Regions from separate parts of the Danio rerio genome. Here regions 1 and 2 are each linked to region 3. A link is a contact called in public Hi-C and Micro-C data. All regions are on one chromosome and are shown on one strand. The core of a region is the stretch at or near the end of the contact, and the rest is flanking DNA. Distances in the headings are between cores, read along the strand shown.

Region 1 (3,845 bases), core at 520-3,019, 150 kb before region 3:
AGATAGATCTACAGAGCTTTAATACGCACAATCGATGTCAGACAATATGCCAAGTTTTCTGTGCGATGTGTGTATTTTTGCACATTTATAACACATTCAACTCAATACAACAGAAACAGTACTGTGAAAAGGTTGACTGACAGAGGTCACTTCAAAGTGAGCGAACAGGAAAGTGTTACAGGGTTCAGATCTGCTGGAGCGTCTTAACCCCGTGTTGCTAGGGAGTCAGTGGTAATCTCCTCCTCCTTTCCTTCCTAATTAGTGAGGGGTATAAATTGAGTTAGTGGAACACTTTGTGTCACCCTGATTAGACAGACTGGACGTTATCATACCACGCAATCCTTAAGGGATTTCACAGGCAAACCAATAACACGGCATCTTCTGGGTGGAATTAAGTATTTGAATCAGTCATTCTGTGGCTTGATAGAGCACATGGAATCTGAAGCATTACAAATATTGATCAATAACAATTTATCTTAAACGACATCTCCTCCGGGTATAGAAGACAGAAGAAATATGAATCAAATTTCACTTTTGCAGTGCATTATACGAGCAAATGACCAATAGAACATTGTTCTGGTGTGATATGACTTCGAGTCTAATCTCATTCTGCTCATTGCAGTGGTCTGCACGTATCAGGCATTGCTGTCCTTACAGGCGACATAATTCACTCCAGTCCAATGTAGCAAATGACACACACTATCTATGGATCTTGGGGAGTCACCTAACACAATGCCTCTAATTTAGATGCCCTAAAAGGGGAGGGTGAGATGTGCCAGAGGTCACTTTTTACAGCGAGGGGGTTGGGAAGGGGTGCGGCTCCCCAAAGGTAGCAGGGTCAAGCCCTTGCCATTGTGTGACCTCTGTGGCAATCAGGTTAGTTACCCTGGTAACCAGGGTTGATAATTACAGTGCAACGCAGGAAACAGAGAGAACATTTTGAGTCACAATCTCACTTGCGGTCTGTTTAATAATTGATATCTCGTATTAAATCCTACACAATCACACAACGAATTCTTGTAAAAAAGGAAACAATATGGTTTCTGTAAGGCTTTAAATGAGCATATGACATCTAAGATAAATATTTATACTTTAAACGAGGCAGTCGAGGGTTTTAAGCTCCCCTCACGAATTGACAGCGCTGATCCAGTTAGCTCACACATGCTAACCTGCTACCTCCGACTTGAGTATAGCTAACATACTTGTTAGCTCGCTAAACCTCTTCGAAAACAACATTCCCACTCTAAAATAGGAATAAAAACGTCGACGTTTGTTAACGAAACACGGAACAACCCTTTTAAACTCGTCTTCGTCGGCGGTGCGAGTGTCCCCGTTATACCAGACTGCGAACGTACCTGTTTGGTCGGGTCATTCCTGCCGTGCTCCGAGGACAGGTGATGTCTCAGCAGCAAGGCCCGCTTGTAATTCCGACTGCCTTTTACCAACTCGTCGCTGTTGTTGGTGGCGATGTTATGGCACCAGGAGCAAGACATGAGTCCTGTTTCGTGGCTGAATCTGAGCCAGGGAAACTCCTCCAGCCAGCAGGCTTGGAAGAGCGAGTGTTTCTGCAGCAGCGTCTGAGGTCTCATCTCCAGCAGCGGCTTTCTCGCGGCCGTTTCTTCCGCCTCTCCCGTGCTCCCGTCCTCCCGGTTCACACCGTTGCCAGTCGCCTTCTTACAGCCCTCGGTTTTCAGCATTACGCTGTTTAAAACGCCCCTGTCATTATGTTTCCCCGCTGTCCAAGTGCCCCCTTCCGGGTCCTCGTCCTCCTCTGCCTCCGGCTCCGTGCTGTCGCTGACAGACCCCCCGCCCTCGACTTTCCCCAGCGATGGTCCTTTCGCCCCCAAATCCCGATCGTCCTCCTGATCCGGTCTGTTCCCGTTCAAATGTCGGTCTTGACAGGCCGGGGCCTCACAGCTGTTGCCGTTGCTGCCTCCTCCGACGGCGCTGGGACCGGTGACGGCTAATCCACCTCCTCGGAAAGCCAGCGACCTGCGGTTTCGCTCTCCGGACATTTTTCTAGAAATAAATTACAATCTTCACTTCCTCAACAAAACAAAAATCCGATCGCGGCTCTCGTAAATAAAGTATTCCGCATGAAATGAGCCGTTTTTCCGCGCTCCGGCCTCCTGGTGAGAGTATGTAGGTTATGCGGAAATAAATAGGGGTTTTAAAGGCATAATGAATTTCAGGGTTCTGTCTGCGTCCGCGCAGGCCCCGCAGAGGTCGAATGGCAACGACTTCCCCCACAATGCATCTCGGTCAGAGGGAGGAGGGGGGGCTCGTGTTAAAGGAAGATGGGGGTGACGCCGAACAGCCAGGGGTCTTTTGTGTCGATGACTGCACCCATTTTCCGCATGCTTTTTCATCTAAAGGGCTACACGTCTCGAACCAATAAGTCTTTGTATCCCTTTCACGCCCTCCCCGGCGCGTGACATTACAGCCGGCGCTCCATGTTTGTCGCGCGAGTCCCGATGATCAGGACAGGTGGGTCGCTGCTGACTCGCTGGAGTAAAAAGCTTCTCGCGATGAATGCATGCATAGGTGTATTTTCCAGGTGGTAATGGAGGTGGATGGTTAAATATACAAGTTTTGACACTGGTTGATTTTTAATACATATTTCATCACACAATTTGAAATATCTGGAAACTTTAATACTGCATTGTATTACAAATACAGATAGTTAAAATACATTATCGCAGCGAAGCTATATAAAATGCAAGAAAAGGCACTGTCACTGTCAAAATAGTTTTATGTTGTTGTCATGATTTTTTTATTCATCTATTCATTTTATCTCCAACTCGTACCATAATCACTCTCATCTTTAGGCTTAATCCCTGATTTACCAGGGGTCGCCACAGCGGAACGAACCGCCATATTTCATTTTAAAACTTAAAAAAATAAACTGAGACATGTCTATTTACAGTTTTACAACATCAAATTTAAGATCACATATGGTGTATTTGAAGGGCCATTTGAGATAAAAAAAAAAAAAACGACGAATATTTCCTTGATTGTTTAGATTAGAATATAGGCTACTTTCTGTAGGATTATTAAAGCCTGTCACCCAGTGGGTGGCGTCATTTCCTACACTACAAACATGATAACACGATTGACGATTTATAAGCGCATGCAGCTTCCTCTGGGCGTGTCCGGTTTGACTGTAGGTGAATTAAAAACTCCGAGCTCACCCTCATGGAGGAGCAGGACTTCATTTTTGTTAGCCCTGCTAATCATTACCATTATCATGTCGAAATTAGGATGGTAATTGTGTGTTATTCGCTGAAGATCTGGAAAAAATGGCTTGGATTACTAATTGCCAGAGTGTCCAATTTTCTTTTTTTCATAAGGAATACAAAATATTTTTAGTGTACATTAAAAAGAGCAATACCGGTAACCCTTTATCATTATCTCTGTCATTTATAGCTTCTGTTAAAGGGGTTAAAGTTGTAGCCTTTGCCAGAGTATTAAAAAAAATAAAGTTAAAATGATGTTTTAACATTGTGGTATAAATTCTGTAATACTTAAAAAAAGAGAATTTTCAACTTAATAAATGCATTTGACTATTTTTGTGTTTATTGTTTGATGTAGAAAACTAAAAAGGATTCAATACTTAATAAAGGTTGAAAAATAATAAAATTATGTTTCCATTACTTAAAAGCTCTGTTCAATTTTTACTGAATAATGGTAAAAATACAGCAGCAATGGTGGCGCAGTGGGTAGCACAATTGCCTCACAGCAAGAAGGTCCCTGGTTCAAGCCTTGGCTGGATCAGTTGGCGTTTCTGTGTGGAGTTTGCATGTTTTTCCCATGTTTTTGTAGGTTTCCTCCAGGTGGTTCGGTTT
Region 2 (4,076 bases), core at 1,095-3,594, 230 kb before region 3:
GCACTCAGTGGGAAGGGAAACGCTGACAGGCTTGAAAGTGACGTCAGGAGGGGCGGAGAAAGCTTAGATGCAGTAGGTGGAGTGAGGCCTGGGGGAAGGGAGGTACTGGGTGGCACCCTTAACGGTCCCGTCTGCCCTGCCTCGCTGATCACCGTCCCGCTCAACCTGGGCTCTGTTGACGGGGCGGAAGGAGACGAGGAGGAGGGCGATGATGAGTTTGAGGATGGAGGACTGCTGGTACTGCGTGCCAGTGGCGCCCCCTGCTGCTGCTGCTGCTGTTGCAGGAGGAGGTGGTGGGCCAGGTGACTGGGAGGCGTTCCAAATGCAGAACCCCATGCCAAGTGGCCCAAACCCGAGTGAGCTTCTCTCTGAGAGGCGTAGCTATTGAGATGTGAAACCAGACGGATGCGGAGGGGATCGGTGTTGTCCAGGCCCTCGATGATACTGAGGTAACGTGCAGTCTCTGCTAGACATTCGCGGAAACCCAGTCCTCGGTAATCCATGGCCAGAGCGTGAGCATCAAAGTAACCTGTGCGACAGAGAAAGACAGCGTTGAGTGATCTGATCTGATTATCATTACAGGAAACACAAACTGCAGTTGGTAGATCACAGTGGGAGTGGCTGAGGGCGAAACAGAAATGTCACTAGATAAACAGCAGAGATTATAAAGCACTTTACACATCTAGTTTGTCCTGTTTGAGTCGTGCAGGAGCTAGTAATTATTTTCACTGTGGGAATTTCCTTGAGCAGATTCCCAAACTTTGGATGATCTAGTAATGCAAAGGTAAATACTACAATGAATGGTGAAGTTTGTCGAATTGGTAAGACTTTATAATAACTTTCAGCATTCATGGATGATTAGAAAATATTCTTATGCATTAAAGAGTTTAGTATTGAATGTTTTTAAACATCTAAAAAGCATATTCTGATTTTATTTGTAATATAAATACAATCAAATATTAAAACACATTATGAAGTATATATATATATATATATATATATATATATATATATATATATAGTGGTAAAACCTTACCTTTTCCTCCTGCAGCATGAAGCATCTTTAAATGATCTACGGTCATCTGCAGAATTTCTGCTTTTTCTAGTTTAGCTGAGCCCTGAGGACAAGAATAAATGTGTTAAGTGGTTAAAAGACTATAAATGTACTCTCAGTGACTACAACACATATCCTCATTTTGGTTTCATATATTTTGTTAAACATTTATAATGAACAATTTTCTAATTCAAAATGTCAAATAATAAGTGGTGGACTGGTCAAATAAATAAGTATTTATTAATTTGTCTACTTGTAAACTCTCTTAAGAAATTGTAACTTTTGCTTCACTGTCTTTTTTCAATAGAAATGATAATAGGCTACAGGATTAAACCAAATTACTCGTGCTCACTGATTTGTTTTGCGATGTGAGTCAGGTGCACTGACAGTCACTCACCTGTTTCTCAAAGGCGCTGGGCACCAGCCTGCGCAGCTCAGATAAACTGTTATTTATCCGGTCCCTCCGGCGCTTCTCGATGATCTGTCCAGATAGATCGCGAAATCATTATTAACGCTCACTTGAGGACATTAAAGTCGTTTAATCGACGTTACAAATGTAAGGCTTCGCAAAGAAAAAAATGTCTTACCCCTCTGCGACGTTTTCTTGCTTGTACTTGAGAGGTTGTGGATGGAGACATTGACCCGAGTGGAGAATTCGCACCGCTTTAAAAACAAAACAGCAATACGATTAATACAAACGCAGAACGGGTTTATGAAGTGCAAATTGTAAACAACAACGTTGTTGATCCTGGAACAACATACAAATCAACAAATTTAGAGCAAGTTTACACTTTCTGTTATGGGTTTAGGATTGTAATCATGGTTATGCTTTTTAACTCATTATTTTCAGCTGGTTTTTGTGGAAAAAAAATAAAAGATTGATTTAGGTTTAGAGGTTGGGATTAAGTTTTTATTTTCAGAAAGCAATAATGTTCCAGGATAAACAATATCTGAAAAACATTTAATTTTAACCAGCATAAACCAAACGATTTCTAGTCAATATATCTGCTTCTGCCGGCAGACACGAATTACAGTTATTAACCTGAATTTTGGGCAGGACACAAATTAATTATCGTCCGTTGTTTATCTTTAAACTTTAGTTTTTTTTTCAGAAATAAGCAAGTAGATGACTCAAAATAAATAATTGACATCTGACTTACGCATTTTCATCCGCACTCTCCTTCTCCACTTCGATATTCTCATCGAGCTCACTGTCCGACGAGCTGAAATCGTGATTTCTCTTCATTTTTCGACAGTTTAGCAGCGCGTATCCTCAGCGTGCGTCAGGTGAGACAAACGTTCATCCGTATGAACCGACTAGCTTTCCCACGGTATCATTTCAACTCCACAGCTCGCCAAGAGAGGCGTGTCTGAGCGTGCTGATAGCCAATCAGCGAGCACATCTGCGTGTGAGTGACACGTAGGCTGTTTACACCTCCTTTTTGCCCCGCCTCCCTTCTGAACACGCTCAACAAACGACCAATCGCGTGCGCGTCCGTGAGTGAGCAGCTCCGCCCGCGGGTTCCGCCGGTGCTCGTGTTGTCTCGCCCGGCTGAAAGGAGTGGCTGGCCGGCTGTCAGCACGCGCTGGCCGTGGGAAAGTTTCTTAGCTGAACGCTGATAACCAATGAGGGGCGACGGCCGTCTCCGGCGCTGGAATGAATGGGGCAATTGGTTGGGGCGACGGGCGGTCTGCGAGTGAGCGTGTGAACCTGTAATCTAATACTAACTCATCCGAAGGAGTGCAGTGTGTACGAGGAAGCCACCAACTCTAAATGCACTCCGCGAGGCTCAAACATGCACCTTCTTTGACGGCGTTCCAAAAGGTGCTTTACAATTTAAAGTGAACAGTCAATTTAAATGCATCAAAGGACACGGCGACGAATCAAGGAGTTTCCACTTGCTTATTATAAGCTCGTCAGGAATATTATATATTTTTAAACTTTTTTAATCATTGTACACATGCATGCATTACTTACAACAGTTTGCACTGAAGCATAGGGAAAAAACTGTAAAATTAATATACATATAACTAATACTTAATTCAAAAGCTAATAGCTTAGGCTGTATTTCATCTGCTATTTTTTTCCAGGTGTTCAGTTATACATTTGTTATATTGTGTTTATATAAGTACAAACTTATTAAATGCATATTGAACTAGACATTTCAACCCATTAAAAGTTACATTCTAATGTTAAACACATCACATTAGTGTTTAAAATGTAAAACATTTAAATTCTAAAACTTTTAAAAACTTAATCAAAAGTGATACAGTTGTATAATATTGATTAAAAAGTATATAGCTCAAAAATAAGACATCCAATAGCATTCAATTTAATTAACAAAATCATTTTTATCCTCATGGTATATTAAATACAAATGAGGTGTTGACTTTTTAAATAATTCTTATTGTTTAGGGGTTGTCACCTTAATTGGACTGAACAGTGGAGAGTGTCGAAAGAAATGTGGGGAAGCAGAGAGAAGTGGATGGTCTGCAAAGGACTTTGAGGCAAGAATCAAACTCGGGTTGCCATGAGCACCACAATGCTATATGTTGACACACTTAACCACTAGGCTATTGGCTCCAACAAAGTGTTGGCTTAAATGTTTTAAACAATATTTGTGAAAAATATGATTGAAGTATGATTATTCATGACAAAGCTATATTTGTATAAAAATTAACTTTATAAATTTTTTCTCATCTGCACTCACTGAAACAAAATAGTCGATCATTCTAAATATTGGGATGCAGTGGCGCAGTGGGTAGTGCTGTCGCCTCACAGCAAGAAGGTCACTGATTTGACCCTCGGCTGGGTCAGTTGGCATTTCTGTGTGGCGTTTGCATGTTCTCCTCGTGTTCGCGTGGGTTTGGTATAGGCATGTGGTATAGGTGAACGGGGTATGCTAAAATTGCACATAGTGTGAGTGTGTATGGATGTTTCCCAGTGATGGGTTGCAGCTGGAAGGGCATCCGCTGCGTAAAACATGTGCTGGATAAATTGGCGGTTCATTTCACTGTGACG
Region 3 (3,681 bases), core at 97-2,596:
TTTTAGCCAGTTAAACTCACCAAATCAGTATTTTTTAAAGCCTTTACCACATAGTGACTGCACTCAAAAAATAAGTCTGCTATTTGTTCAAACTTCTTTTTTAAAATGAGTTGAAACAACACAATTCTTGTTTTTTTTGGACAACTTAATTGTTTTATGTTCAATCTACTTAAATTTGTAAAAACTCATAAGCTAACTTAGTTCCTTTAAGTTGTCCCAACACAAATCAATTACGTGGAACCCAGTATTTTTTACAGTGCATGTCAACTATAAGATACATGCAATTCATATAGATAAGCTGTTCTTTGCAAGAGGCATTGATTCGGTTTTTAGAGTCATTCATTCATTTTCTTTTCGGCTTAGTTCCTTTATTGATCAGGGGTCGCCACGGCGGAATGAACTGCCAGTTTTTAGATTTGATCCAATTTTATTACAACGGATCAAAACTGTCGGAGTTCAACAAATTGAGAGCATGGACACTGGTTCTATAATTTGGTAACTAAAAAGTAATTTGGCAGCTAAATGTTTAATTTAGAGAGCCAACGACTCCTTAATCATTTTAGTGCGGAGCTCTTGCCTCAGCATAATGAGGCTATACTGCAATATCTGCTCTCTCACTTTCAAATGAAAATGATTTGGACTATCAAACAAGTAATATCTCAATGCAATGTAAACAATACTGTGTGCGACAAGGTGCACACAACAACAACAACAACAACAACAACAAGCTCAGCTGACCACACACACACACACACACCTTCAGGCTCGACTTCAGCGGCGCCTTCGCAGTCATCTGTGCAATCTCTTCCTCTGAATATTCTTTCACGCTCCCGTCTTGCATGAGCACGGTGTACACGTTGCGCCGATGGCCGGTTGAAGCATCCCTGTTGTCTTGTTTGACAGCCTGGATGACTCCCGTGAGCGGAGCCGCGTCCCCTGTTAAACCCGGCGCGCACACGCGGCTTCCAATGACCGAGCGCTTCACCAGCCGCCGCGTATGCATAGTTGATATATCAATCAAATGCGTAAATCTAATGACTTCGATCGTTGCACAAGAACGTGCCTTTTAAAAGCAAAAAATATCACGCTGACAAAACCCGAACATACCGACCGTCATCATGGGCCGAACATGCAAAAAATACGACAACATTACCACATATCTGGACCGCATCCACATAATTCACCGGCGTTTGCGCGCATGTTCGGAACACGAGACCGGCGAACGGTTACGACATGCAAATGAGCTACGCTTGATAACCTCTTCGTCCGTCTGACCGTACGACCGACCGGCAACCGATATCTTTCTTCTGTCGACCTGTTTGTTTTGCTTGCCGTTCCCTTAAAGCTGATGGACTGTGGTAAAACGCGGAGCGGATCAGCAGTTTTGGATTGATAAACACTGTGTGTTTTTCACAATACACAGCACGGGCATTTATGTAACAACAAACAACCTGAAAATGGACGACTGGAGAACTAACTTATACTAATGCATCAAATAGCATCTCCAGTGTCGATAGTGTTGATTTAATAGCTGGTTTTAAAGTCAGATCACAGTAAATCCTGTTCCACGAGAGAACGGCTCCATTCCGTATAATCCATTCGTGTTTTCAAGAGCCATTGGCCGTACCGGCGGAATGTCGCCTGTAAACATGTGCGCTCGCGCAGCCAGTGTGCGTTCTGATTGGCTGACGGCACACACGCCTCCACTCGCTCGCGCTCTCTTTCATCTGCAGTTTCCCTCCAAACACAAGCAACGGGCTCTGCGATTTATACAATGACGTAAGGATGGGGAGAGGATAGTCTTTGAGTAGGTATTATGTAGGTAGGTCAGTGCTCATAACATTAATGACAGTGATGATGATGATTATGATAGTATACCGTCAAAACCGAGTGTGTGACCCGGCGAGAATGATTGACAGGCGGCAGGGATTCCCGTGGGTCCTCTGGGGTGACGAGATCTGTCTTTGATTTAATAAACTGTTTAAGTAAAACCACATAGCAAATAGAGAAACTTGGCTGACCATAATACAAACAGTTAAAGCTTTATATTTGTTATATTGAAGGTGGTTGTGTTTGTTAATGTTGACCTCTTAAAGGGATATCACATAAAAATGTTATTAGTCATTGTTCTACCTGCATAGTAATGTTTATTTCTATATTTCAATGTAAATGATGACAGAATTGGTGGATGAACTGTACTTTTTAACTTGCTATTAAATTTATGAGATTTATACGTCACCTGAAAGCTGAGTAAATAATATATATGTTTTTTTGGGGATAGGAAAATTGTGACCAAGTACAACTACATTTATTTAAAAATCTGGAATTTAAGATTTCAAACTAAAAATCTAAATTTTGAGAAAATTGCCTTTAAAGTTGTCCCAATTAAGTTATTAGCAAAGCATAAATTAGATATAAAATAATAATATATCAAATAATTTAATATATGTTAAAGGAGGAAATTTACAAAATGTTGTCATGGGACATAATCTCATAATAATATATATTTTATACTATATGCTATTTTAATATAATAGTATATAATATAATATTTTATATTATATACTTTTTGCATAAAATAAGTAATTTTGACCCAGACAAAGTATTGTTGGTTTTTCTATCTTAAGTCTGGTTTTGTGGCCTAGGGTTAGGGCAGTGCGATTTTGGAAAATCTGACATTGCAATATTTTGTTTTTATATGGGCGTCACAGTGATGCAGTAGGTAGCACGATCGCCTCACAGCAAAAAGGTCGCTGGTTCAAGCCTCGGCTGGGTCAGTTTGCATTTCTGTGTGGAGTTTGCATGTTCTCCCCATGTTAGAACAAATCTGTATATATAACTCAACATCCAGATTTTATTTTTTTTTAACTGACTGCATCTCTGTTTAATGTTTTTCGTATTTCTTTTTTTCCATATTTGTTTTGTGTTGTCACTTTATGTACACTGGAAGCTGCAAAACAAATTCTTTGTGTGTGTGAAGCAAACTTGGCAATAAAACTGATTCTGATTCTGGTGTTGGCGTGGGTTTCCTTCAGGTGCTCCAGTTACCCCCACAGTCCAAAGACATGAGCTAAAGGTGAGTTGGGCTAGCTAAATTGTCCGTAGTGTATGTGTGTGAATGAGTGTGTATGGGTGTTTCCCAGGGTTGCTGCTAGAAGGGCATCCATTGCGTAAAAACATGTGCTAGATAAGTTGGCGGTTCATTCTAAAGCTGAAGAAAAATGAATGAATAAATGAATGGATGAATGAATTAATAAATCAATGAATAAATGAATGGATAATGCGATATGTGTATAATTTCACCAGATTTCGACTAATTCATTTATTTAGATAGATTGGAATGATCAAGTCTTTTTCTATGCAGTCCGTTTGCAAAAATCATTAATTACAGTATAATAGCAGCACAATCAAACATAAAATATCATGGTCATTGTAAAAATTATTTTAAAATAATAATATCATTAATCTTTATTAAATAATCTAAGCCTGTGTTGTGACTATTGCTGATACACACATTGTGATATTGGTGCAGGAACAATATATTGTGCAGCCCTACCTAGGGTCATAAATGATAAGTCATAAATGAATATCGTAATTTGATCAGTGAAACATGTAGGCTGCACCTGAAATCCCTGTCAGTAGGTACCATATTTGAAACAGAACTTTACAATATATTACTTC

What was found. Hi-C and Micro-C count contacts between places; a contact is called where the count stands out from the background.
Region 1: a Micro-C map of caudal fin shows a contact between it and region 3, with 4 times the contacts expected there. The contact joins the promoter of zbtb10 here to the promoter of znf704 in region 3. A contact is called at or near these places in 2 of 18 Hi-C or Micro-C datasets (caudal fin and hematopoietic stem cells) and 3 of 4 datasets of contacts at active chromatin or transcription factors (caudal fin, embryo and gastrula embryo).
Region 2: a contact with region 3 is called in a Hi-C map of hematopoietic stem cells, with 1.8 times the contacts expected there. The contact joins the promoter of hey1 here to the promoter of znf704 in region 3. A contact is called at or near these places in 1 of 18 Hi-C or Micro-C datasets (hematopoietic stem cells) and 1 of 4 datasets of contacts at active chromatin or transcription factors (embryo).

What each region holds. Positions count from the first base shown.
Region 1 is chr19:34,344,262-34,348,106 of GRCz12tu, forward strand. zbtb10 (zinc finger and BTB domain containing 10) reads right to left here and starts at 1,770. Exons shown (of 4, transcript NM_001128539.1): 1 at 1,356-1,770. The coding sequence starts at 1,697.
Region 2 is chr19:34,259,056-34,263,131 of GRCz12tu, forward strand. It overlaps hey1 (hes-related family bHLH transcription factor with YRPW motif 1), which reads right to left and starts at 2,345. Exons shown (of 5, transcript NM_212561.1): 1 at 2,215-2,345; 2 at 1,642-1,717; 3 at 1,452-1,535; 4 at 1,037-1,118; 5 at 1-529. The coding sequence starts at 2,300.
Region 3 is chr19:34,493,420-34,497,100 of GRCz12tu, forward strand. It overlaps znf704 (zinc finger protein 704), which reads right to left and starts at 1,347. Exons shown (of 9, transcript NM_001044918.2): 1 at 758-1,347. The coding sequence starts at 1,003. It also overlaps a transcript of hpca not described here.